Regions from separate parts of the Sus scrofa genome. Here region 2 is linked to region 1. A link is a contact called in public promoter capture Hi-C data. All regions are on one chromosome and are shown on one strand. The core of a region is the stretch at or near the end of the contact, and the rest is flanking DNA. Distances in the headings are between cores, read along the strand shown. Region 1 holds the start of NDUFA12 (NADH dehydrogenase [ubiquinone] 1 alpha subcomplex subunit 12). Region 2 has its middle 77 kb from the start of CEP83.

Region 1 (5,621 bases), core at 782-3,281:
GTATCCAACTGATGATGACGAACACGAATGCTGCTTTTAGAATTTACTACTAAAACAATGCTACAAAGGTTGTCTTTGTTTTGCAAGAATATCTGAGGTGAATTCTTAGAAGTGGAAGTGCTGGATAAAAGATATGTGCAATGGGGAGTTCCCCTGTGGTTTAGCAGGTTAAGGACCCATGGTGCAGGTTTGAATCCTGGCCCAGGAGCTTCCACATGGTGAGGACAAGGCCCAAAAAAACCACAGTGTAGGAGTTCCCGTCGTAGCACAGTGGAAACAATATGATTAGGAACCACGAGGTTTCGAGTTCGATCCCTGGCCTTGCTCAGTGGGTTAAGGATCCGGCATTGCCATGAGCTGTGGTGTAGGTCACAGATGTGGCTCGGATCCTGCGTTGCTGTGGCTCTGGTGTAGGTTGGCGGCTACAGCTGCGATCAGACCCCTAGCCTGGAACCTCCATATGCCTCAGATGCAGCCCTAAGAAGACAAAAGAGCAAAAAAAAAAAAAAAAAAAAAAAAAAAGCGCAACGTAAATTGTGACAAAATTTACCAACTGTCCCTCACTAACCTATACACTTTTATGGCATTTCCCCACATCGAGATCTATCAGAGTGGCAAGTACTTCAAAATTTGATATGTGAAAAAAGATAACGCTGCTTTTCTGTAACTGCAAGTGAGGATAAACATCTTTTTATGTCTTTGTTGGTCATTTAGTTTTCTTTTCCTGTGAATTATCTTTTTCCTTTTTCTATTGAGTTTGTCATCCCTTTACAAGTACTTTGTAAAAGTTCCCTGTACATTACAGAAAATAAAGTCAAACCAAATTCCAATCTTACTTCCATAGTCATACCAAAAAAACTATTGTACTCACCAAAAAACTGCTTGTTGTCTTCATAGTATTTGTTTCCGTATTTGTCCTCCCCTACTAAGGTTCCAACTCTCACATCGTTTGCCCTGGGAATGTCCAAAAGACAACAAATGATTTCTTTTGTTCACAACACAAATGTACAGAGAGAGTACCAACTTTCACAAACACAGGCAGCTGCACCAACTAGAAAACCGAAGAGCTGCTGGGTATGGTCACTGGTTGTCTACATCTCGCCTTCAGCCTCAGGCTCACCGCCACCCACTGTGGAAGAATCAGCTTTCTGGTAAGAGCTCTGGAATCCCTGCTGGTGTGATCCCAGGATCGTGACTACACGAGAAAAGAGAAACTGACCCAATGTCTGCGCCTGGGTACACTAAAACCTATGATGCAATATCGTCAAATGACAAGTCTACTTTTATCTCCTATCCCTTGGCCATGAAACACTGGAATTAGCAAACACCTTGAGGAAATCTGGAAGCTAAAATAGCTCATCTTCTTAAAATGATACGAATATATCCTGGCTCTTTCATTCGGCTCTGAGTCCCCAAGTCGGTTTCGGTGGACGATGCTGCTCGGCCGAGTCAGGTATACAGGACGAGTCAGGGACCATTGGGATCACCGGGTTCAAGGCTATACTATACAGGGGAGGAAAACGAAGGCCAGTGAAGGGGTTTAAAAAAACAAAAAACCCCAAAACTTTCCCAAGGTCACACAGCGAGTGTTTGGCAATGCTCGGTACGCTCCAGGAAGCTGGGCAGCGGTGCAGTGCATGTGTCCCCGTCTGCATGTCACAGCTCTGTCTGGCCTCTCTCCGGGAGACCCCTGGACAGAGGGACGCCAGGCAGAGGCTGGGCCGGTTGTCCTTGACAAGAGTTGCGGATCCTCCAAGGTGACCCAAGCCCAGGCCCCTTTGCAAGAAACCGGCCAATCCAAGTCCAACCCCGGACGCTAAGAGCAGGGCTCTGGCCGCCTACCTGAAGAGAACCCGTAGGTAGCCGCGGAGGCCGCCGTGGCCGCTGACCTGCTGCAGCCCGCGCCTCAGGACCTGCACCAACTCCATCTTGGCCCCCGGGCCCAGCCTCCCCGGCGCCCCGCGGAAAACCCACCGGAGGGAAGCGGCCACTCAGCGGCAGGGAGCGACGCAGAAGGTCCCCACGCATGCGCAGCTTGCTGAGGTGGTTTTGCGCGTGCGCAGGTGTGGCGCGCCCCCTGGCGGCCACCTGCCAGAAAAGGTGCGTTGGTTTCTCTCCGAAACTGAGTTTGAGGTTGTATGTTTGGAAGGCAGGGCGTGTAGTGGAAAATTCACCTGAACTGGGCTTTCCCAGGTGAAGGTTCCTCCTTTGGGGACCTCAGCTTCCTCATCTAAAATGATTGCCTTTTAATACTCCAAAAATCCTTTCAAGAGCCAAGATTCTTTAGAAACAAGATACCTTAAGTACGAAAGGATTTTGCACATTTAAGAGTACATTCCTACTGGAGTTCCCGTTGTGGCTCCGCAGTTTACTAAGACTAGTAGCCACGAGGATGCAGGTTCCATCCCTGGCCTCGCTCAGTGCGTTGTGGTGAACCGTGGTGTAGGTCGCAATCGCAGCTTGGATCCCCGCTGCTGTGGCTGTGACATAGGCCTGCAGCTACACCTCCCATTAGCCGGGGGAACTTGCCTATGCAGCAGGTGCGGCCCTAAAAAGAGGAAAAAAAGAAAAAGTACATTCAGATGCTAGCGTTATATAGGTAGGCGATTGAGAAGAAGCAACAGAAAAGTATAAGATTAAGTATCTGCTCTCAAGAATTTAGTGATTTAGTTGCAAGTTTAAAATTAAAAATTGAAGTATTTGGAATGTATTAGAAAATTCATGCATGATACTTAAATATTTTAAATAATAAAGATATTAATTAAACATTTTTTTTTTTTTTTTTTTGTATTTTTTATGCCATATATTATATGAATCGACTGTACCACTCCCCAAGCCAACCAGATCTACCGTCTGCACCACCACACTCAACGCTATCTTAAATCAACAAGCATATGGTATATTAACATGCCATGAATCCATAACATTATTTTTAATTTTCTAGCAGCTATCTTTCTGACTTTATATATGCTTTAAAATCTATATTCCTTGGCGTTCCCTTATGGCTTATTGGGTTAAGGATCTGGCCTTGTCACTGCTGTGGCTCTGGTTACAGCTGTGGTGGCAGCTTGATCCCTGGCCCGGGAACTCATCCTCTGCTCTTCCGGCTCTGGTCTACCATATCATTTCTTTAAAAAGGTCAACGTTTATAAGATATAGTTTCTAATCTGTAACTGCAAGTGTCCATAATTGTCTAAATAGTTTAAAGAAGTGAAACACGTATTTCTTGGAAGGACCAAGTAATAAGATTGGACCCAGAGAAGAGATGTCATTTTATGATACTAAATCTTCAACCCCCAAGAAAAAGGTCAACTATTAGAAACAAAGTTTCTTTTTTTAGACCCTATCAATTACTCAAAATTATGTCATATTGGAATTCCTTTTATGTTGAATTGTGACTTTCATGGGCTTTTTTTGTTTCTCTATTTAACAAAAAATTCCAGGGAGTTTCCGTCGTGGCTCAGTGGTTAGCAAATCCAACTAGGAACCATGAGGTTGTGGGTTCGATCCCTGGCCTTGCTCAGTGGGCTAAGGATCCGGCGTTGCCATGAGCTGTGCTGTAGGTTGCAGATGGGGCTCGGATCCCGCGTTGCCGTGGCTGTGGTATAGGCCGGTGGCACAGCTCTGAATCGACCCCTAGCCTGGGAACCTCCATATGCCGAAGGAGCAGCCCAAGAAAGGGCAAAAAGACAAAAAAAAAAAAAAATTCCATCTGAATTTTCCAATATATATCTAGGAACTCTTTAAAAAGCATAACAATATTAGGATTTTCTCACCTCAAAAAGTTAATAATGGCTTAATATTAAATAGTCACAGAGGAGGGTTCAAATTTCCTCAACCATTTCTTTTTTTTTTTTTTTTTTTTTGCTTCTTTGTTTTGTTTTTGCTTTTTAGGGCCTCACCCTCAGCATACAGAAGTTCCCAGGCTAGGGGTCAAATCAGAGCTTCAGCCGCCAGCCTACACCACAGCCACAGCAACACCAGATCCTTAACCCACTGAGCAGGGCCAGGGAGATCAAACCTGCATCCTCCCGGATCCTAGTTGGATTTGTTTTCGCTGAGCCATGATGGGAAATTTCTGGTCTTCCTTTAAAATTCTTTTCTTTCTTTTTTCTTTTTTTTTTTTTTTTTTTTTGATTTTGTCTTTTTAAGGCTGCACCCATTGCATATGGAAGTTCTCAGGCTAGGGGTTGAATCAGAACTGCCTGTCTTCAACCTACACCACAGCTCATGGTAACACACTATCCTTAACCCACTGAGCACGGGTCAGGGATGGAACCTGTGTCCTCATGGATGCTAGTCAGATTTGTTTCCACTGAGCCACGACGGGAACTCCCCTCAGATCCTGTTTTCAATTCCATGGGGTATATACCCAGAAGTATCACACACTCGGGGTCATATGGTAATTCTATTTAGAATATTTTTTGAGGAACTTCTATACTGATTTCTATAGTGGCTGCATCATGTTACGTTTCAATCGACAGTACAGAAAGATTCCAATTCTTCCACATCTTCACCCACACTTTGTTTTCTGTTTTTTTATTGATAGTGGCCATCCTAGTGAGTATAGGTGATATCTTGTTGTGGTTTGATTTGCATTTCCCTGAGGATTAGTGATGTTGAGCAACGTTTTATAGGCTGTAGGCCATTTGCATATCTTCTCAGGTCTATTCAAGTCCTTTGCCCCTTTACAATTTTTTTTGTTTTTGTTTTTGTTCTTGGTGGTGATGACTTGGAGAATTTCTTGTGTGTTCTAGATATTAACCCTAACCAGGTACATGGTTTGCAAGTATTTTCTTCCATTCTTGAGGCTGCCTTCTCACTCACTGAGCTGTACTTTGCTGTGCAGAAGTTTCTAAGTTTGATGTAGTCCTATTTGTCTCCTTTAGCTTTTGTTGCCTGTGCTTTTGGTGTCATCCTCATGAAATGACTGCCAAATCCAATGTCATGAAGCTTTTCCCTGTGTTTTCTTCTAGGGGTTTTACAGTTTCTGGTCATATGTATAGGTCTTTGATCAATTTTGAGTAATTTTTGTATATGGTGTAAGGAAGGGCTCAACTTCATTCCCTTGTGTTTTGCATGTCTTATTTTATTCCTTTTTTCCTCTCCTGCTGCCTTATTTTATTTTCATGTTTTATTTTTTGTAGTGACTTACTTTGATTCCTTTCTCATTTTCTTTTGTGTATCTTCTATAGGTATTTTCTTTGTAGTTAAGCATGTCCCTAGCACGTTTAAAGTATCATTATGAACTCATGGATTTAAATATGTTTTATATGTTTCAATCTATTGCAGGTACTATTCTTTTTCTTTTCTTTTCTTTTTTTTTTTTTTTTTTTTTTGTGTGTGTGTGTGTCTTTTTGGTTTTTTGGGGACAACCCTCGGCATATGGAGGTTCCTGGGCTAGGGGTCTAATCCGAGCTACAGCTGCCAGCCTACACCACAGCAATGCCAGATCCAAGCTGAGTCTGCGACCTACACCACAGCTCATGGCAACACTGGATCCTTAACCCAGTGAGTGAAGCCAGGGATCGAACCCGCAACCTCACAGTTCCTAGTCAGATTTGTTTCCGCTGCATCATGATGGGAACGCTGCAGCTACTATTCTAATTAATTACCAAGTT
Region 2 (5,621 bases), core at 1,344-3,843, 400 kb before region 1:
GAGGAGAAGAAGCGTCTTAGAAGAAGCCCTAGGAACAGAATGTGTTCTGCAGGGGCCAATAGCGACTGAATGCTTAGTAAGTGTATTTCTCTCGCTTGGCTCAAGGGTGGTTCTTCAACACTGGGGTTGGAACAGGGTCTTCAGAAACGATGACACAGCCCCAATTCGCAGTGCTCATTCAGCCTGGAAAAGACTGTGCTCAGAAGAGGGGCAGTCTGGGGAGGCGTGGGGTGTGGGGGTGAGACCACTGTCATCAGAGGTCTAGTGACTAAGAGCAGCGGGACTGCCAGCCTGCTGGCCTCGGGCATTTTGTCCTTAGTGATGGGGGCTTAATCCTTCGTTCCCAAACTCGACCAGCGGGAGAGGCGCCAGGATGCCCATGACGGATGGATGGACGGCGTCCACACACGCAGTCAACGTGCACTTCCGAATACGGAGGAGGAGGCTCTCGAAGGGGTCAGAGTTCTCCTGGGTCCTCTCTTCTCACCCTGCTCTGGATCCCACTTTATTCACTTATTTGTTTATTGAGCCCCTTTTTTAGGGCCGCACCTGCGGCATATGGAGGTTCCCAGGCTAGGGGTCGAATTGGAGCTGCAGCTGCCAGCCTCCACCACAGCCACAGCAATGCGGGATCCGAGCCACATCTGTGACCTACACTGCACTCTCAGCAAAGCCAGATCCTTCATCCACTGAGCAGGGCCAGGCATTGAACCTGCATCCTCATGGCTACTAGTTGGGTTCCTTCCTGCTGAGCCACACTTTACATGTCCTCTGCGATGGCGCAACAGGGGCTCTGTGTGGCCTTCCCCTAAGCAACGGAGAGCAGTCACTAGAAGCACCTAGAGTTTCAAGACAAGGACTCCAGCCCTCACCTCCAACCCCAATACCTGTCCCACCCGTCGGGATGGGCAGTGGCGCTCCGCGGAGGAAATGGCGGGATTCCGGTTCAACCGAGGGCCAGCCGTGATAAGGGCTTCCCATGACAGGGGACCCGAGAGAAGTCACCCAGAGGTGCGCTGGGAGCACAGAGGCTGGCGGGGAAGGAGACCAACACGACCCCCGGTAAACGGTGCTCCTCCCCCGTCGAGGAAAAAAGTGTTCCCATCTTTCCAAAGCCCTGCCTGTTGGGTATTTTGCTCCCATCCTACTCTCCAATCAGCCCTTCTCTGAATGCGATCGGACCCCGGGGCAGCCCACTCATGCTCTGGGCTCCAGGCATGCCCTGCAGTCAGCCAAGCTGGACCGCTCACTGCAGCCTTGCCCTCCTCCAGGGGTCCCTGCCTCCACACATCTGTCCCCAGGATGCGTATCTGACGGAGGCCTATTTCAAGTGACCCTTTGAGCCAGCAGGTGTTTGATGCGACCGTCGGAAAACATGCTCCACAAGATGACACAGAAGGCTGCTTTCTCTTCAAAACTGAACGCAGTCCCCAGTGAGAGGCGACCAAGGGGCAGGCGAGGGTTCGCAGAGATGCACGTGATACCTGCTGAACACATTACTTGGTAATGACGTCATTCAAAGCCCTAAATATTTAATAAACTTGTTTCTCCCCCCCCGCTACATAAAAACATACTTCCCACGAATGTGGCTGCTTCGAGACGGCTGTGTCAGCACGACAGAGGCCGGCTCACACCGATGCCTCCATCCTCCCGCTGCCCGGGTCAGCTCGAGACGCCCCATCACCTAATTAGCAGCCCTCAGCAGGAGCTTAAGCAGGACAGACGGGACGATCTCACGCGACAGGAAGTCTGCAGGTAAGTGAATCCTGACATTGACTCAGCTGCTCAGCAGAGCTGCAGGGACCCAGCCCCTGTCCGTGTTTCTACTGCCGTCCTCGCTCTTGTCACCTCACGGTCACAGGATGGCTGCCACAGTTCCAGACGTCATGGTCTCCCATCGGGCAGGAATAAAGCGAAAGGGGCAGTAGCTGAGAGGCTGTTACAACTATCCTGGGAAGAACTGACCGACACAGAGCTAGTGGCAGCTGAGATGGAAAGATGCGAAATTTAAGATACACTTAGAAGGGAGATTGACACGCCTCTATGGTGGCAATGATGAGGAAGAGCCATCAGATGTCTCCACCTCGGGTGACTAGGGAGGCGGGGGTGGTGACTTCAGTGGAAGCAAAGCACAGGGAAAGAACAGATCTGGGGTAAACGGAAAACAACGACCTTGGGTTTTAGTCTGAGGTGCTCTGGCCCATCCTCGTACAGAGATTTTACAGGAAACTTATCATTGGATCCACGGCTCAGAAAAGAGGGAAGCGCTAACTGCGTAACTGGGGTCGTACCGGTCACCCAGGAAATGCCGAAATCCTGCTGCGTGTGCAGCGAGGAGGTGGACTGGAGATAATGGAGGCACAAAACTCCGCAGAGAATGATCTAGAAATCATGGAAGACCAGGGCTGGGAAACACAGGCACCGTCTTGGCCCCGGGGTAATGGATGGCCTGCCCTGAAAGCCTTTTACGGGAGGGAGGCACCGACTCCACGGGAGCGGTGGGAGGAGCCCGAGGGAACAAGGAAGTGAGGACTCAGCCCTCCAGAAACACAGCGCGAGGTGTGGTCACGGGAGGCCTTCCGACCCGGGAGTCCAAAGGCTGGTCTTGAGGGGGCCCTTGTGGACGAGACTTCCCTCTCTGCCAAAGGCCAGGAGCGAGGCGCGCCTACCACGCCTGCTGGGTTTTTCTCTGCGAGGACAGGATGGTTGGATCGGGGGCAGCCACCGTGTCGTCGGGAGGGGAGACAGTGCTGACACCCCGAGGCTTGGCAGGATGGGAAGGGGGGATGAGCTTGCCTCTTGGCCTTCGCCAAACTGATGAACTAGCCCCTCAGTCACTGACCTCCCCACTTCTTGTTGGGTGAGAAGAATAAATCCCTGCTTCTTAAGCCTCTTTCACTCTTGCTACAACAGCCTCATGAGATGCGACAAAATGAACTCGTCCTGTTTCCCGCTATCCCTGGAAACTATGCAGTGGGGACGACAGCTCCCTCCTCCTCGACGGAAACTCTGCAGACCTCTGAGTCTTGTCCTTGTCCTTAGGGAACAGTCTAAAGTCTCCTGCAACAGCAGACAGCATGACAGTTTGGGGAGTTAAAATGATCCAAGACTAGGAGTTCCCTGGTGGCTCATCAAGGTAAGGATCCAGTGGTGTCCCTGCTGTGGCTCTAGTTTGATCCCTGGCCCAGGAACTTCTACCCATCATGGGCGCAGCCAAAGAGAAAAACAAAATAATAACGCCAAAGACCGTTAAAACCCCCGACCCTGATTTCCTATCAGATCCCTCTGCCCCCGGCCTGTGTCAGGCCCAAAGCCTGAGGCGGGCAGGGCCGCAGCGTCCCTCTTTTTCCCCCTCGTGCTCCTCCTCCTCCACCGACCCGCGCCTCTACCTGCCAGTCCAGGTGTGTTTGACCCCTGAGGGTCAGGGTTGGGGGGTGATGAGGGCTAAAGCCATGGGGAGGGTCTCCCTCCAGCAGGTCCGGCTCTGAGCCCGCTGTGGCTTTTTGGTCTGTCCTGGGGGCACCTTGCTCAGCCGCAGGAAGGCTCTGCTCAGCTCTGGCTCCCTTTGGCTGCGCTTCCTCCCCCGGCCCCACCCACGGGCTCAATCCAACTCCCACCCACCAGGCAGATTCTTCTCCTGCGTGGCCCGTGTCAGTCAGACCCGCTGGAAACACGGGTCACCCCCCCCCTCCACCGGACTGATTCCGACTCAGCCCTCCTCTCTCAGGGAACCACAGGCCCCTTGAGCTGCCTCACAGATCCGTCTAAGCTCCCTTGGGGACCTGCTTTAAGGCGAGGGCAGCAAACCCCCCACCCCAGTCACCTCAGGAAAAAAAAAAATCTAAGGAAAGAAATAATTCAAGGTTACCCTCTTCTCTCCCCTCTCTCTCAATCCCTTTATGTTCTGGAATCGGGGAGGGGTTCAAGACCACAGGGAGACGTTTCCAAGCATTTCCTTTTGAGGTTCTACCTAGAATGACCTGGCTTTGGGATTTTATCTTTTGTATTCTGGCATCTTGCTCAAAATTTTGATTTGGCTGCCCGCCTCTGAAATGCTTCTTAGTGAGAAAAATAAACCCCTATTGTTTCAGCTCAGTAGTCTATTACCAGGCGTGGAAAGCAGCTGAACTGTTTCTCCAGGCTGAGCTGGCTTCGTGGCTTCGTGACTCTCCTGGCATGATAAAGTCAAAGCTGGTAATTTTTTTTTTTTTTTTTTTTTTTTTTTTTTTGTCTTTTTAGGACTGCACCCACAGCATATGGAAGTTCCCAGGCTAGGGGTTGAATTAGAGCTGTAGCCACTGGCCTACACCACAGCCACACCGGATCCTTAACTGACAGAGTGAGGCCAGGGTTGGAACCTACATCCTCATGGACACTAGTCAGATTCGTTTCTGCTGAGCCACGATGGGAACTCCCAAAGCTGGTCATTTACAATAGTAAAAAATTAGAAATGTCCAACCACGGGAGAGTCAACAAATGAAACATGCATGTGATGGAAAATTAAAGAGCCTTTAAAATGATACTTTGGAAGAAGCCAAATACAGGAACACAGGAACATGTTCACTTTCTTTGGCTGTGTCCGCAGCTTCTGAAGTTCCTAGGCCATGGATCAAATCCACGCCGTAGCAGTGACCCAACTGATGACAATGGCAGATCCTTCACCTTCTGTGCCGCCAGAGAACTCCCATGTTTTGTTCAATTACATACGTGCAGAGGAAAAAGTCCAGCAGGAAATATATCAGAAAGGTCAAAGTCCAATTTGATTGAAAAAAACATGACACACCCACACACACTGAAATCGCTGGGCGGACACACAAGCTGCAGATGTGGGCAGCTGCCGCTGGGGAGGGGCCGAGAGGCTGGAGGAGGGAGGGGGACGTGACTTCCGAAGTTTTCAGCCATATGCATGTATTCCTTTTTCAGCTAAAGAAACGAGAGTGTTTGGTGTTTCGTGTTGTTTTTTTTTTTCCAGTTTGACCCTTTTAGAGGGAAAAGGATAGCGATGGTTTTCTCTAGATGGACGAGTTAATGGAGATTTACAAATTCTTATTCTTTGTTCCTTCTGTATTTCCCCAATCATCATGTGTTATGAAATAATCAGAAAACACACACACACAGTAAAACGACCTGCCTCTTTGTGCTGCCTGCCCTGTCCCTCCCTGAACAGTCTGGTTCTAAAGCCAAGAGTGATGTGTGGGTCACGGAGGTAGGGATTCACGGGGGGAGGTTGGGTGGCCTGGACTAGGGTGGCAGAGCTCAAGCCGGGGGACGGGCCCTGGTGGAGGAGCCTGGCAGAGGTCCTCGGAGCCTCGGAGGGGCGAAGAGGGCTCCGTTGTGTGTTAAAGCCGGAGCAGGGCGGGGAGGGTGTCCAGGTGCCTGAGGCTGCGGCAGGGTGAGGAGGGGGACCCCGTGGAGAGGCAGCCTGGCACTGAGCGTCGGCACCCCAAATTCACCCACGCGGGGGAGGGTTGGGCAGTGGCGATGGGGGGTCGGCTTCACCTGGGGGTTGGGCCACAGGCGACAGCGGAAGGGAGCGTTTCACGGTGGGAGGAGGGTGAACAAAGACAGACAGGGGGACAGTCCGCAGGGCCTCACGCGGTTGGACTGGGGTCCGAAGCGTT

Evidence for each region. Promoter capture Hi-C pulls out the DNA fragments that hold promoters and counts their contacts.
Region 2: a promoter capture Hi-C map of liver shows a contact between it and region 1, with 8 times the contacts expected there. The contact joins the enhancer-like site here to the promoter of NDUFA12 in region 1. A contact is called at or near these places in 3 of 5 promoter capture datasets (fetal skeletal muscle, liver and skeletal muscle), 12 of 47 Hi-C or Micro-C datasets (alveolar macrophages, brain, embryonic fibroblasts and 7 more) and 1 of 2 datasets of contacts at active chromatin or transcription factors (skeletal muscle).

Annotation. Positions count from the first base shown.
Region 1 is chr5:88,289,170-88,294,790 of Sscrofa11.1, reverse strand. It overlaps NDUFA12 (NADH dehydrogenase [ubiquinone] 1 alpha subcomplex subunit 12), which reads right to left and starts at 2,031. Exons shown (of 4, transcript XM_003126715.4): 1 at 1,843-2,031; 2 at 872-954. The coding sequence starts at 1,928.
Region 2 is chr5:88,691,038-88,696,658 of Sscrofa11.1, reverse strand. No RefSeq gene overlaps it. Among named protein-coding and RNA genes, the nearest start is that of CEP83, 77 kb to the left of the region's middle. Within about 2 kb of position 2,593, at least 8 of the 83 cell types and tissues checked have an H3K27ac peak or open chromatin away from gene starts, as enhancers often do. A contact at or near this core is called in liver, where this site is marked.